2 separate regions of the Pan troglodytes genome follow, and region 1 is linked to region 2. A link is a contact called in public HiChIP or PLAC-seq data. All regions are on one chromosome and are shown on one strand. Each heading gives the region's core, a stretch centred on a gene start, on an enhancer-like site or on the middle of the called end of the contact. The rest is flanking DNA. Distances are from core to core; before and after follow the strand shown.

Evidence for each region. HiChIP or PLAC-seq counts read pairs in DNA pulled down with a chosen protein or histone mark.
Region 1: a contact with region 2 is called in an H3K4me3 HiChIP or PLAC-seq map of stem cell-derived excitatory neurons, with 5 times the contacts expected there. The contact joins the promoter of PDS5A here to the promoter of LIAS in region 2. A contact is called at or near these places in 1 of 7 Hi-C or Micro-C datasets (stem cell-derived neural progenitor cells) and 1 of 1 datasets of contacts at active chromatin or transcription factors (stem cell-derived excitatory neurons).

What each region holds. Positions count from the first base shown.
Region 1 is chr3:40,301,154-40,308,047 of NHGRI_mPanTro3-v2.0_pri, forward strand. PDS5A (PDS5 cohesin associated factor A) reads right to left here and starts at 3,431. Exons shown (of 33, transcript XM_526554.8): 1 at 2,903-3,431; 2 at 1,878-2,055. The coding sequence starts at 2,015. It also overlaps the pseudogene LOC134809848.
Region 2 is chr3:39,785,327-39,792,534 of NHGRI_mPanTro3-v2.0_pri, forward strand. It overlaps LIAS (lipoic acid synthetase), which reads left to right and starts at 2,093. Exons shown (of 11, transcript XM_526552.5): 1 at 2,093-2,276; 2 at 3,915-4,087; 3 at 5,321-5,414; 4 at 6,649-6,729. The coding sequence starts at 2,232. RPL9 (ribosomal protein L9) reads right to left here and starts at 2,075. Exons shown (of 8, transcript XM_024356069.3): 1 at 2,005-2,075; 2 at 1,508-1,554; 3 at 1,309-1,424; 4 at 701-796. The coding sequence starts at 1,553.

The DNA of each region.
Region 1 (6,894 bases), core at 2,181-4,680, 520 kb after region 2:
TGAGATGAAGTTTCACTCCTGTTGCCCAGGCTGGAGTGCAATGGCGCGATCTCCGCTCATCAAAACTTCTGCCTCCCGGGTTCAAGCGATTCTCTTGCCTCAGCCTCCCAGTAGCTAGGATTACAGGTATGCGCCACCACGCCCAGCTAATTTTGTATTTTTAGTAGAACTCCAGACCTCGGGTGATTTGCCTGCCTCGGCCTCCCGAAGTGCTGGGATTACAGGCTGGAGCCACCGCACCGGGCCCAAGATTTGTTTTAATGAAAGGGGCTGGGAGCAGTGGCTCACACCTGTAATCCCAGCATATTGGGAGGCCGATGCAGGCAGATCATTCGAAGTCAGGAGTTCGAGACCAAAGTGACCAACATAGTGAAATCCCATCTCTACTAAAAATACAAAAATTAGCTGGGCGTGGTGGCAGGCACCTGTAATCCCAGCTACTAGAGAGGCTGAGGCAGAATTGCTTGAACCCGGGAGGTGGAGGTTGCAGTGGGCCGAGATCACGCCACTGCACTCCAGCCTAGGTGACAGAGCAAGACTCCGTCTCAAAAAAAAAAAAAAAAAAAAATTTAGCCGGGTGTAGTGGCACACGCTGGTAGTCCCAGCTACTTGGGAGGCTGAGGCAGAATAGCTTGAACCTGGGAAGTGGAGGTTGCAGTGAGCTGAGATCCCGCCGCCGCACACAGATTTGTTTTAATGAAAGGAACTGTTGTCTTATTCCTTCCAAAAAGGCAACAAATTGCAGAACCAAATTAGAGTCTGAAAACTAAACCACAGGAATATTTTAAATACTGTACTCATTAAAATGCAACATTAGGTACATTTACTGGGCTGCAAGAGCAAGAGGCCAAGCTCATTCCCTAAAATACATTTGGCCAAGTGGCCCAAGGTGGAAACATTGTCAACAATGTTGCTTCCCTCACCTCCCACCAATTCTGATTGATTCTAACTCTGAAAAGTTGTTAAATCATTTCCTAGTCACTATTACCAATGCCATAGCCCTACCTGAAGATTTCAACGTCTTTCACCTAGACTACTGTTTACAGTTTCCTAGCCGGACTCACTGCCTCTGGTCTTCCCCTACCTACTCCAATCTAGCACCAATTGAGACAACCAAAATGTCTCCAGCATTGCCAAACATCTCCTGGAGGTCAAAGTTGCCCTGACTCAGAACCACTGCTTCAAGCTGTTCCTACAAGAAGAATATCACTTATTTGTTAAGATTCTGGCCACAATCTATGTCAGTGGAACAGAAACCAAAAAACTAACAAACATGAGGTTGAAATTTAAAACCTTAACCTTAGGACTGCCATGCTTAAACAAAATTAGCTGACACCTCATAAAAAGGGCCATAATACTCTTAAACTCCTTTGAACGTATAGACTTAAATCATCTTACTTTAAGCCTGAATTATGAAAAGTCTGTACCTTCTGTCAAAGTTTAACCACCATATATACATATTTAAGCTTCTGGATATAGAAAATTATGCAAATTTTTAAAAAGGACTTTGCGCTTTAATCAATCCCCTTCAGAAGCTGAAAATAGGAAACTTCTTAGGCAAATTACTGCCTACACCTAAGTTTGCAAGCCACTCTGAACAGTATTCTCATCAAATACCTCCAGAAAAAACTCTAAAAACACAAATTCTTATGCTTGAAAACCATTAAGTTTTTGAAAAATCACACTCCTTTTAAATTTCCCACAATGGTTATATCCCTACAAAACTCAAAGATGTTATCTGAGATACAACAGTACCTTTCAGAGGGGGTAAGAGATCTAAAAAACTTGGAACTCTAAAGGCCAGACTGAGCAGGGTAGCAGTATCACAGGAGAAAGCGCCTTCTACCAAAGACATCAAAATCCGTCCAGACACTTACCTTCAGGCGTTTGATCATCTCGTCCGTGGTGATCTTGTCGGTGATCTCTTTTACCCCCGGAGGGTAAGCGATCTTCCCGTCGCTACTCACGACGCCACAGAGGGCAGTGGCAGGCTTGGGCTGCGCGGTGAAGTCCATCCTGGGGGACAACTTTTGGTTCACAGTCCTCTACCGGCCTCTATCGGTCAGAAAACCAAAGTTCAGCGGGAAAGGGGCGACTTTGTAACCTCTTTTTTCATTTCAAATCTCTCTAATCTGGAAAAGGCCCTGTCTCCCCAGAGGCCGGGGACCCGGCAGCGGCCTCGCCACCCGCTCTTTCCCAGGGATCGAACCCCGCCGGCCCCGCCAACCCGGCCCTGCCAGCCCCAGGCTCACGGGGCTCCTCCGCACCAGCCGCCGTGGCCGCGGGAGGCGCCGAACAGCGCCAGGAGTTTCCCATTCCGCCTTTCACAATGAAATCCACCCCCGAGCACCAGGGTCCGAAGTTTGGCGGCCCCGGGAGGCCGGCAAGGACCCCAAGGCCCCCGCTCGGCGGTGGGGAATTACCCAGTCCCGCCCGGCCAGTCCCCTCCGGGAAACCAGACCCGAGGCCTATAGGGCTCGGCTTAGGCCGCAAAACTAGGGACCCAGCGGACCCACGCGCAGCGGCGGCTCCCGGGAACAAAACGCCCTTGCCCAGCCAAGCCTCGGACCCGGGGTAGTCCCCGCCGCGCTGCCGCCCCTCCCCTGTTCCGCTCCCTCACCCCCGCGGGAGGGGAAAACAAGCCGCCCTCCACCCTCAGCCCCACGCCAGGAAGCGGCTGACGCGCCTCCGCACTTCACATTTTGTTCCTTCAACTTCGGCTGAGGGACCCCAGCTGCTTCTCTGGCCCCCGGCCGCTTGGCGCCTCCGGCACCGCCGAGGCCTTCCCGGCACCCTCGGGCGGCCCCACCGGGCCTCGGACCCGCGGCCCCCCCTCCAGTCTCCCCTTCCGTCCCCTCCCTCCAGCAGCCTAGGGCGGGAGCCGAGCCGCCGCCGCCTTTACCTCCTCCTCATGCGGGCGGAAGGTGCATCGAGCGCCCGGGCCTCTGTCAGGTGGTTGCGCCGCCGCCCCTAGTCGGGCTGCACACAAAGCGGCTCCGCGGGTCCCGCCGCCGCCGCCCGCCCGCCCGGGAGCGGCGCTGGGGCTGGCGGTGCCGAGGAGGAGCAGCCGCCGCGGGGGGAGACGCGGGGCGAGTGAGCGCTGGGCGGGGAGACAGTGCCGCTCTCCGTCTGGCCGAGGAAGAGCAGCCTCGAAGGCTCCTCCGGGAGTGTGTGCGCTTGTGTCCGTCCGGGACCCCCGCGGCCCGCCCACACGCACCTCACGCCGGCCCGGACCGCCGACTCGGACCCGGACGCCCCTCGCAGAGGCGCGCGCCCGGCCGTCCGTGCCCCGGGAGCCGGCGCCTCGCGCACACACCGGCCGGTCACGCGAGCGGCGCGAGAGCACGCGAGAGCAGCGCGCGCTCCTCGCTCCCTCCCCTTCCTCCGCCGGCCGTGCATCCGCCTCCCTCGGGCCCGAGGCGGCCGCGCGCAGGGCGGACAGCGCCGCCACCCGGTTGGCGCCAATACCTGCCGCGCGGGGCGCCTCCCGGAGGACCCGACCGGAGAGGGCGAGAGGAGGAGGAGCCCGGGAGGCGGGAAGCGAGCCCAGGTTCCCGCGGCCTTGCGAGGGCACGCAGGGCAAACAGCGCTTTATCTTTCGCAGCGGCGATGAGCTGGTGACTTTTGGGGGTCATCCTGAGGGACATAGAGGGAACTGGTTGGGAGGTAGTTAATTGCTCGGTGAAAATGAACTGATTTCCTCCTCAGGAAGAGATCTGCAAAGTCAAGGAAAGTTGTGCAATGGGGCGCAGCGTGAGCGGCTCACGGGTCTTCTGACAGCCACCCGAGTTGCCCACCCTCCTTAGATTTCTGAAGTTAATATTTTGAAAGCTGCAAAACATGAAAATAGCACTGGGTCGAGTCGTTCTCAAGGTATGGTCTTTGGGCCACCAGGCCTCACAGTCACTTTGGGTACTGGCTGAAAACGTAGGTTTCCAACTCCAAAGATTAAAAAACATAAAAATATATGTTTTTTTAACGTAAAAATATATATGAACATAAAACATATAAAAATATAACATATAAAATAAAACATTAAAAAATATAAAAAATATACATAAACATAAAAATCTCTGAGAGTGGAACCCAGAAATAAGCATTTATTAATTGGGTGGGTGATTCTTGTAAATAAGGAAGAGCTCATTTTTTAAAAATGTTTTAAACCTACCAAGCATTAACGTTTTCTGTCATCCAAAGGAAAACCACTATCAGGTAAAAACAGTGCACGCAGCAGTGTTTGAGCAATTTAATGTATGTAATTGAAACAAATTAACGCAAGAACATACACTTACCTATTTAAAAAAAATCAAGAGCATACACAAAATTTCCGAAGAGAAAGTTGAAAAAAGGATACGATAATATGAAATTGCATTCAGCTCTTGAAACTGACCACTACCATAGTTTAAAATGATATTCGATTGTTTATTCAAATTATTCTTGATGGGTACCCATTGGTCTATTTTTTTCCCACATCCTTTAACGTCAACTTAAAAATAGTAAAGGTACTGCATTTCAGCTCACTGACTTGTTTTTGACGTATTACACAAGAGCAGTCATTGCGAATCTGACACTCCACAGTTGCTGATTTGCTAGAACTCTGCCGAAAAGTCAATGCTTTGTTCTTGGGCATTTACAGTACCAGGCAGAATCCATTTAAAAGTGTCCTCATCCAAACTATTAAGTGGACCAAAAGCTGCTCTCTTTTTAGGCTCTCCCTGTCACTTTTGATATTTCTTTATTTTTTTCTTTTGAGACGGAATCTTACTCTGTCGCCCAGGCTGGAGTGCAGTGGCGTGATATCGGCTCACTGCAAGCTCTGCCTCCCGGGTTCACGCCATTCTCCTGCCTCAGTCTTCCGAGTAGCTGGGACTACAGGCGCCCGCCACCACGCCCGGCTAATTTTTTTTTTTTTGTATTTTTAGTAGAGACGGGGTTTCACCATGTTAGCCAGGATGGTCTCGATCTCCTGAGCTAGTGATCCGCCCGCCTCGGCCTCCCAGAGTGCTGGGATTATAGGCATGAGCCACCGCGCCCGGCCAAATTTGATATTTCTTTGTGTGTTACATTTAATTAAACAACAATGATTTTATCTTTCATTCTCCTCAGTAGCTTGCCCATTATTAAATGGAGTTTTGTATATGTACATATATTTTATTTTATTTATTTTTTATATTATTTTATTATTTTTTGAGATGAAGTCTCACTTTGTCACCCAGACTGCAGTGCAGTGGCATGATCTCGGCTCACTACAGCATCTGCCTCCCAGGTTCAAGCGACTTTTGTGCCTCAGGCCCCCAAGTAGTTGGGACTACAGGTGTGTGCCACCATACCGGGCTAATTTTTTTTTGAGACAGAGTCTCCCTCTGTCGCCCAGGCTGGAGTGTGGTGGTGTGATCTTGGCTCACTACAACCTCTGACTTCTGGGTTCAAGCAATTCTCCTGCCTCACCCTCCCAAGTAGCTGGGATTACAGGCGCCCGCCACTATGCCCGGCTAATTTTTGTTATTTTTAGCAGAGACAGGGTTTCACCATGTTGGTCAGGCTGGTCTCAAACTCCTGACCTCAGGTAATCTGCCCGCCTCACCCTCCCAAAGTGCTGGGATTACAGGCTTGAGCCACCGCGCCTGGCCTTACTGGTTGATTTCTTTTTTTTTTTTTTTTTAACATGGAGTCTCACTCTATCACCAGGCTTGAGTGCAGTGGTGCGATCTCGGTTCACTTCACCTCTTCCTCCCAGGTTCAAGCGATTCATCTGCCTCAGTCTCCCAAGTAGCTGGGACTACAGGCGTACGCCACCACGCCCAGCTTATTTTTATATTTTTAGTAGAGATGGGGTTTCACCATATTGGCCAGGCTGATCTCGAATTCCTGACCTCGTGATTTGCCCGCCTCGGCCTCCCAAAGTGCTGGGATTACAGGTGTGAGCCCCTGCGCCTGGCCTATTTTATTTTTTCGAGACGAAGTCTTGCCCTGTTGCCCAGGCTGGAGTGCAGTGGTACAATCTGGGCACACTGCAACCTACGCCTCCTGGGTTCAAGCAGATCTCCTGTGTCAGCCTCCCAAGATCTGGGACTACAGGCATGCGCCACCATGCCTGGCTAATTTTTGTATTTTTAGTAGAGACAGGGTTTTACCATGTTGGCCAGACTGGTCTCGAACTCTTGACCTTAGGTGATCCACCCACCTTGGGCTCCCAAAGTGCTGGAATTACAGGCATGAGCCACTGCACCCAACCTCCACCAAGCTTTTCTTCCTCGCTCAGTGCCCAAAACAATACCTTATATTATAGGCCTCTTTAAATAATTGTTTCACAAATGAAGGCCTGCCCTCCTGGTGGACCTTAATTTGTTTGGGGAGAAATAGACCAAAATAACAATAATACATGTATATGAAAATAAAGTAGGGAAGAATTGGGCACGGTGGCTTGCACCTGTAATCCCAGCACTTTGGGAGGGGGAGGCAGGCAGACTATTTGAGGTCACGAGTTTCAGACCAGCCTGGCCAGCATGGTGAAACCCCATCTCTATTAAAAAGACAAAAAATTAGACTCAGTGGCTCAGGCACCGTGGCTCAGGACTGTAATCCCAGCACTTTGGGAAGCCGAGGTGGGTGGATCACCTGAGGTCAGGAGTTCCAGACCAGCCTGACCAACATGGTGAAACCCTGTCTCCACTAAAAATACAAAAATTAGCCAGGCGCACTGGCACATGTCTGTAATCCCAGCTACTAGGAAGGCTGAGGCAGGAGAATCGTTTGAACCGGGGAGATGGAGGTTGCAGCGAGCTGAGAAAGCACCACTGCACTCCAGCCTGGGCGACAGAGTGAGACTCCCCGGAGTGAGAGAGAGTACAGATCACATGTAGCCTTTTAGACCTCTGGTAAGACTGTGGCTAT
Region 2 (7,208 bases), core at 843-3,342:
CTTCAAGGAACTTAAGGCTAAGAGCAAGGGTAGATGGGGGAATCTTAACAGATTTATAATAGATGTACAGGGTGCCATTATCAGGTGCATTCTAGAAGGTATAATGCAAAGAAAACCATTTCAGCATGAACTTTCTATCTTGAGGGGAGAGACGGTGGGTTGGAAAGAATAATGACATACATTACGGCAGCAGACAGAAAACTCAGAAACTACATCTTTTTCTATCCCAACAAGGGGTCCTGATGGTGAGATTTGACTACCAACTAGTACTGCAACTGTAGATTTCCTATCTTAAAAAAAGAAAATTCGGAAGGTATGAAAATTCATCATTAGCCTACTTTTTAAAAGTTGTACCCATCTAGCCATGCATGGTGGCTCATGCCTGCAATCCCAGTACTATGGGAGGCCAAGGTGGGAGGATCACTTGAGCTCAGCCTGGACAAAATAGCGAGACCCGTCTTGATTAAACAAAAAAAAAAAAACCCAACAACAGAAAAAAACAAACATGTTGTACCCATCTGGTCTTTGCTCTCAGCTCTATCGCTTAAAGACCCACAGATGCCTATTTTTGCCAAGTTCTTGCGTATTACACCAAATAAAATACATAACCCATTCTCTGAAAGAGACACTTATGCTGTATAAAGCACAGGTTTGAGAAACCTCCCTTTCCAAAACAAGGAAGTCTGATACATCTGCTTACCAGTGTAACACCCTTGATCATGTTCTGTACGTGACTACAAATAGTCCGAACGGTAGCCAGTTCCTTTCTGTTACCCCACCATTTGTCAACCCGGAGCTGTAACAGAACAAAAAATGTATTCTTTCCAGAAATATGCAGGCTTAAAAGACAACAGACCACTTACCGAATTACTTTAAGATTCTAGAATTAACCCTAATCAAAGCACATGGTTTTCAACTGGAAAAATCCAACCACCTATAAAACCTCCCAACAGTTAAGCTTTGTAGAAGCTGCAACAAACTTCCCTTCTGGAAAATTAAATCATCAGGTTTAAATGACCTACTGCCGGTTTCTGTGATTTTTACAAAGCAATCACTAGGAAAATAAACCAAACTTCTAACACCATTAAGACGTGTCACTGATGACCACTATTACATTTGAGCTTTATATAACTGGCTGTGTTCAGAATCTGGTTTTTCAATTTCACTAAACAGGCTGGTATTCCGGACGGCAACATTTAAAGCTGAAGCACTGAACCTCAATTCGAAAATTGTTAAAGCAACCAAATGTGATGCTGTTATAAACCACCTTCCAACGAGCAACTGAATTATCAGAAGAAAAACCCTCACCCTCTTTTTTTTCTTTCCAAGAAGGCTGAGTTCTACATTGATGTGATTGAAGTCCCTCCGCAGGGTTCCTCTGGGGCCCTTCACGATAACTGTGCGTCCCTTCAGAGTAATGTCGACTAGAAGAGAGAACACACTCGTCAGGCCACACAACGCTTGGAACATGCAGTAAAGATGTAAGTAAAGACATCAAGTCTCATACCATTTTCTGGAATGTCGACAGTCTGATTGCTGAGAATAGTCTTCATTCTGAAACACAAACACTGGGGGTGAGGCCGACGCAAGTCCCGTTTTTCCACCAAACTACGCCGCACAGAGCTCCACTCCTACCGGAGACTGCCAGGCGGAAGTTCCAGACAGGATGTCGGAGGACGGGAGACCGACAGCCGGCCCCAGTGTGTCCCAGCCTGGAAGGAGCAGCCCCAAAGCGAGAATTACGAGGCCCAGCAGTCGAACTCCCGCTCAGCCCAACCCTGGAAGTCCTATGCGGGCGGTGCCATCCCGGCAAGACTGAGGGGCGGGAATAGGCCAAAAAGCCCAGAACAGGATTCTCATCTGGCGCCGCCAGGCTCATATGGCGCTTGCCGAGCTGGGGGACAAACAGGACAAGGTTCCGAGAGTGGGAGCCGCGCCGCAGCCTTTCCCAGAGCAGATGGCTTGAGATTCCCAGTACCCCCACGAGCACAGAAACATCCTTACCTCGCAGTAGACGCAGCAAAGAAAGAACGTCTGTCGTCATTACGTACTTGTATCTCGTCAGGGGCCTGCGTATTGCGTCATCAGTGCGCGACGCACGTAAGGCTAAAGCAGCCAATCGTGGAGCAGCTTGGCTGCTTGTCATAAATGGAGCGACGTAATTTCGACCTGTCCTTTCCCGGGAGTTAGCGATCCCTCAACCCCTGCACTGCGCTAGTCCTAAAGAGGAAATGTCTCTACGCTGCGGGGATGCAGCCCGCAACCTGGGGCCCCGGGTGAGCGGCAGGGCGAACGGGTTTGGGCGTGGGGTGGGGGGATCCTATCCTTTCAGAGCGCCCATGCCCAATAATAAAGGCCAGTGCATTTACTGAACATTTACTACTAGCCAACGGCAGTTTTAAACGTTTTTCGTGTAATCTCATGTAATTATCCCGCCAGCCCCATGATATAGAGTCTCTGGCATCAGTTTGTTTGCAAGTCTCTCTGGGCCAGTACCGAGGACTTATTTTCTGCTTAGAGTGGTTTGTACCCTATATTTATGGAGCATTGCGGTGAGCACCCCACATAGCTATTCTGTCTTGGACTCTTACTGTGTGTGAGACACCACTCTAGCCGCAGAGAACACAAACCTGTCCGCTAGGCTTCAGCTGCAGACATTGAGAAGTGCAGTAGCAATCGTGCAACACCCTAACAGGCACTCTTTGAGTTGTCGAAGGTTCTTTTGAGATACATGTGCAGACTCGTGGATTCTGTAGTGTTTTGGCTATCTCATACGTTTGTGTTCAGATGTAAAAGCCGAATACCATGATTTCTTATGTTCTTGACTGCCACGTTCAAACACAGAAACAATGTAACCTAGAAAGTAAAAACGTTCATCTTGGCCAACATGGTGAAACCCCGCCTCTATTAAAAATACAAAAATTAGCTGAGCGTGGTGGCGCGCGCCTGTAGTCCCAGCTACTCGCCAGGCTGAGGCAGGAGAATCGCTTGAACCCGCGAGGCGGAGGTTGCAGTGAGCCGAGATCGCGCAACTGCACTCCAACCTGGGCGACAGAGCGAGACTCCACTCAAAAAAAAAAAAAAGAAAAAAAAAAGAAAGTAAAAACGTTAGGCTTGGTTTTCCCCCTTCCAGTTGTCTGAAACCAACTGGGCATTATTAACCTACGTTTCAACAATTATGCTTATTCAAAGCTCGAGAGATTTATTGCACACTTCACTTTAAACGCCCCTGATTCAAGTCAGGACCAGAACGGTTTTAAACTGTGGCACCTTCTTCAGTTATTGCAGTTCAATCTTGTTGAAAGACAAACATCTAGTTCCTGGTAGGTGGAGTACATGAAAGTCTGATATATGTTAGTTCCAGAGATTTTCGGGCCGGGTGCGGTAGCTTACGCCTGTAATCCCAGCACTTTGGGAGGCCGAGGCAGGTGGATCACCTGAGGTCAGGAGATCGAGACCATCCTGGCTAACATGGTGAAACCCTGTCTCTACTAAAAATACAAAAAAATTAGCCGGGCGTGGTGGCGGGCACCTGTAGTCCCAGCTACTCAGGAGGCTGAGGCAGGAGAATGGCGTGAACCCGGGAGGCGGAGCTTGTGGTGAGCCAAGATTGCGCCACTGCACTCCAGCCTGGGCAACAGAGCAAGACTCCGTCTCAAAAAAAAAAAAAAACAGATTTCCAAATCTATTCTAAACTCAGTAGTAAACAGTCAACTCTTACTCTCTTTTAGGTTTGGTTCCTTCAGTCATCTTTTATATTATATTCTAATGCCCTAGAATACTAGAGCTCCTAGTTTGACATAATTTCTGAATCACTTTTTTGGCTTTACCCTTCCGTTTAGGTGTTATGATGGGTTAAAACTAAATTATTACGGACTCCACTAAATAAACGTCATAATTAACTCTTTCTTTAGGTATTTGGGAGATATTTTTGCAGCCCAGTCAGACCATTAAGCTCCTTGCCAGATAAAAAAAAGGAACTCCTACAGAATGGACCAGACCTTCAAGATTTTGTATCTGGTGATCTTGCAGACAGGAGCACCTGGGATGAATATAAAGGAAACCTAAAACGCCAGAAAGGAGAAAGGTAATTGAAAATTTGAGATAATTTTAACGTCCCGTTCCTTTATTGTGCATTATTTTCAGATATAACCAAGCCCTAGAATCTGTTTTTAATATCAGACTTGTTAAATTTAGCTAAAAATCATTAGAAAGATGTGATAACAGAACTAGATAGAACAAGTAAGCAGATGAAATTTTTGGAATCTTTCTCTTTTCTCTTGCCCTTACTATGTTACACTGCCATCTCCCCATTTTCTACCCAGCATCCAACTTCTTCAGAGTAAAGATTACTGCTTTGCTACTAGTCTGTTAGATCTGGGTTAGTAGGTGTTGATGATCTAACTTGTGCTTCTCCTAGTCAATTTACATGTGACCTATGGATACCTTGCCTTAATTTAAAAGAATGATGGAATTTTATGTAGAAGGTAGATTGAGTTGAAAGATAACTTAATCCTGCTCCTTCTATATCACAAGTGGATGGAAGTCATGGAGAACCAAGGATACACAGTCTCCACTCCAAATTTTAGATCTTTTTTCCATTGAGTAACCACTATAAAATCTAGAATGTAGAGCAGACAGTGCACAGTTGTGATCTTTCCTCAGTCTAAACAAGTAGAGTACTTTTTGGCAGTATCATTCATGAGGGATGAGATATTCGAAAACTTGCTCATTCTCTTATTAGAATAGTGTAACTCTGCCTTTGCAAAAAAGGTAGACGTGAGTATAGCACCCTGTTACACTCCATTATTGGTGTTTTCTTTTTTGTTGTTTGTTCTTGAGACAGTCTTGCTCTGTCACCCAGGTTGGAGTGCAGTGGCACAATCTTGGCTCACTGCAAGCTCCGCCTCCTGGGTTCAAGGGATTCTTCTGCCTCAGCCTCCCAAGTAGCTGGGACTACAGGCGCCTGCCACCATGCCCAGCTAATTTTTGTATTTTTAGTAGAGACAGGGCTTCACCATATTGGCCAAGCTAGTCTCGAACTCCTGACCTTGTGATCCACCCACCTTGGCCTCCCAAAGTGCTGGGATTACAGGCATGAGCCACCACACCCGGCCATTATTGGTGTTTTCTAAAGTGGTTTGAGCAAGGCTAAATTTGATTCTGTGTTCTTACTCCTATGACAGAAATTATAAGAGTTATTCTAAGGTTATAGAAAAAATTATTAACTAGGAATTGTAATAGAAGAAATTAACTTCAAAGCTGTGTAATTATTTGGCAGCATATTTGTTAATAGATAGTTATGTTTGGCTTTCCTTAGGTTAAGACTACCTCCATGGCTAAAGACAGAGATTCCCATGGGGAAAAATTACAATAAACTGAAAAATACTTTGCGGAATTTAAATCTCCATACAGTAAGTTGTCAAAGTGTAAACTATCCCTCTTCACCAAAAGCCATGTTTCTACGTTTATATAACTTAAAAATTATTAATAAATATATAAATAATAGCAAAGAGAGTAAATATGTTAAGTGATACATTACTACCAGGAATGGAAATATATTTAGAATCATTTTTCCGGCAAACAGAGATTTTTTGCCCTACGAGTTTGGAAACAAGGCTTTGTTTGTTTTATATTGCAAATTAGATACATGATTTGTTGGAAAGAATATAAAATTAAATATGAAGGTATGTCACATACGCAATGCCATATATAAACCATACTCCTTTACCTTTAACTCTTCAGTATATAATCTTTCAGACTTTTTTATTTGCACATATGAAGTATATACATTCGTAAAGTTTTTAATTTAAAAATTGGATTTTGGCCGGGTGTGGTGGCTCACACCTATAATTCCAGTACTTCGGAAGGCTGAGGTGGGAGGATCACCTGAGGTCAGGAGTTCAAGACCAGCCTGGCCAACATGGTGAAACCCCGTCTCTAATAAAATACAAAAAAATTAGCTGGGCGTGGTGGCGTGAGCCTGTAGTCCCAGCTACTTGGAAGTCTGAGGCTGGAGAATCACTTGAGCTTGGGAGGTGAAGATTGCAGTGAGCTGAGATGGCACCACTGCACTCCAGCCTGGACGACAGTGAGACTCCATCTTAAAAAAAAAATAAAAATTCAAGTCTGTCCATTCTTACATAATTATGTAAGGGAGTACACCTCTATAGGACATGCTCACTACACTCTAATCTTAATATAGAGTTTGGCAGTTTAACAGCCTTTTTTTTTTTTTTGAAGACAGGGCATTGCTCTGTTGTCTATGCTGGAGTGCTGTGGCACAATTGCCTTGACCTCCCAGGCTCAAGTGATCCTCCCTCCTCAGCCTTCTGAGTAGCTGGGAGTATAGGTGCACATTACCACGCCTGACTAACTTTGATTTTTTGTAGAGGCAGGATTTCACTATGTTGCCCAGACTGGTTCCAGACTCCTGGGCTCAAGCAATCCTCCTGCCTCAGCTTCCCAAAGTGCTGGAATTACAGGCATGAGCCAGCGCACTTGGTCTTAACAGCATTTTTGAATAGTGAATGTCTTCAAAAATATGTTGTAAACAATGAGAAGTTTAAAATGTCTAATCACAGTCACCAACTGTTTAGTTGGTGGATATTGTCAACCTAATGGTGTTCCATTTCCTTTTGCATACAGGTATGTGAGGAAGCTCGATGTCCCAATATTGGAGAGTGTTGGGGAGGTGGAGAATATGCCACCGCCACAGCCACGATCATGGTAGGGCCAGCCTCAACCTCTATGGCTTTAGTCTAGAAACTGAAAGGGACTATTTTGTGTCTTCCTCCTAAAAATGTGCATTATGAATCTCTGGTCAGATTTTTCATTACATTTGCATTTATGAAAAATATTAAGAAAAAACCTGATGGAATAATCCAACCTGTTGTGATCTCACCCTTCTCTGAATAAATCTATTATTGGTTCTTTCATTTATGTGATAGTTAATCACGTGCTGCCTTGAGATACCTCTCCTATCAATGTTTGGAAACATTATTCATGATTGCTTAGCTTTTTATGTGTTTTCTGTTTAATATATTCAACAAGAAGGAGCTGTGCTTTCTGTTTTTACATCCATAGAGACCTGTACATTGATCTGTCATATATTTTATGTCTTTTAAAATCATCTTTTTTTATTATTGAATAGATATAAAAGTATCTTCATAGGCCGGGTGCAGTGGCTCATGCCTGTAATCTCAGCA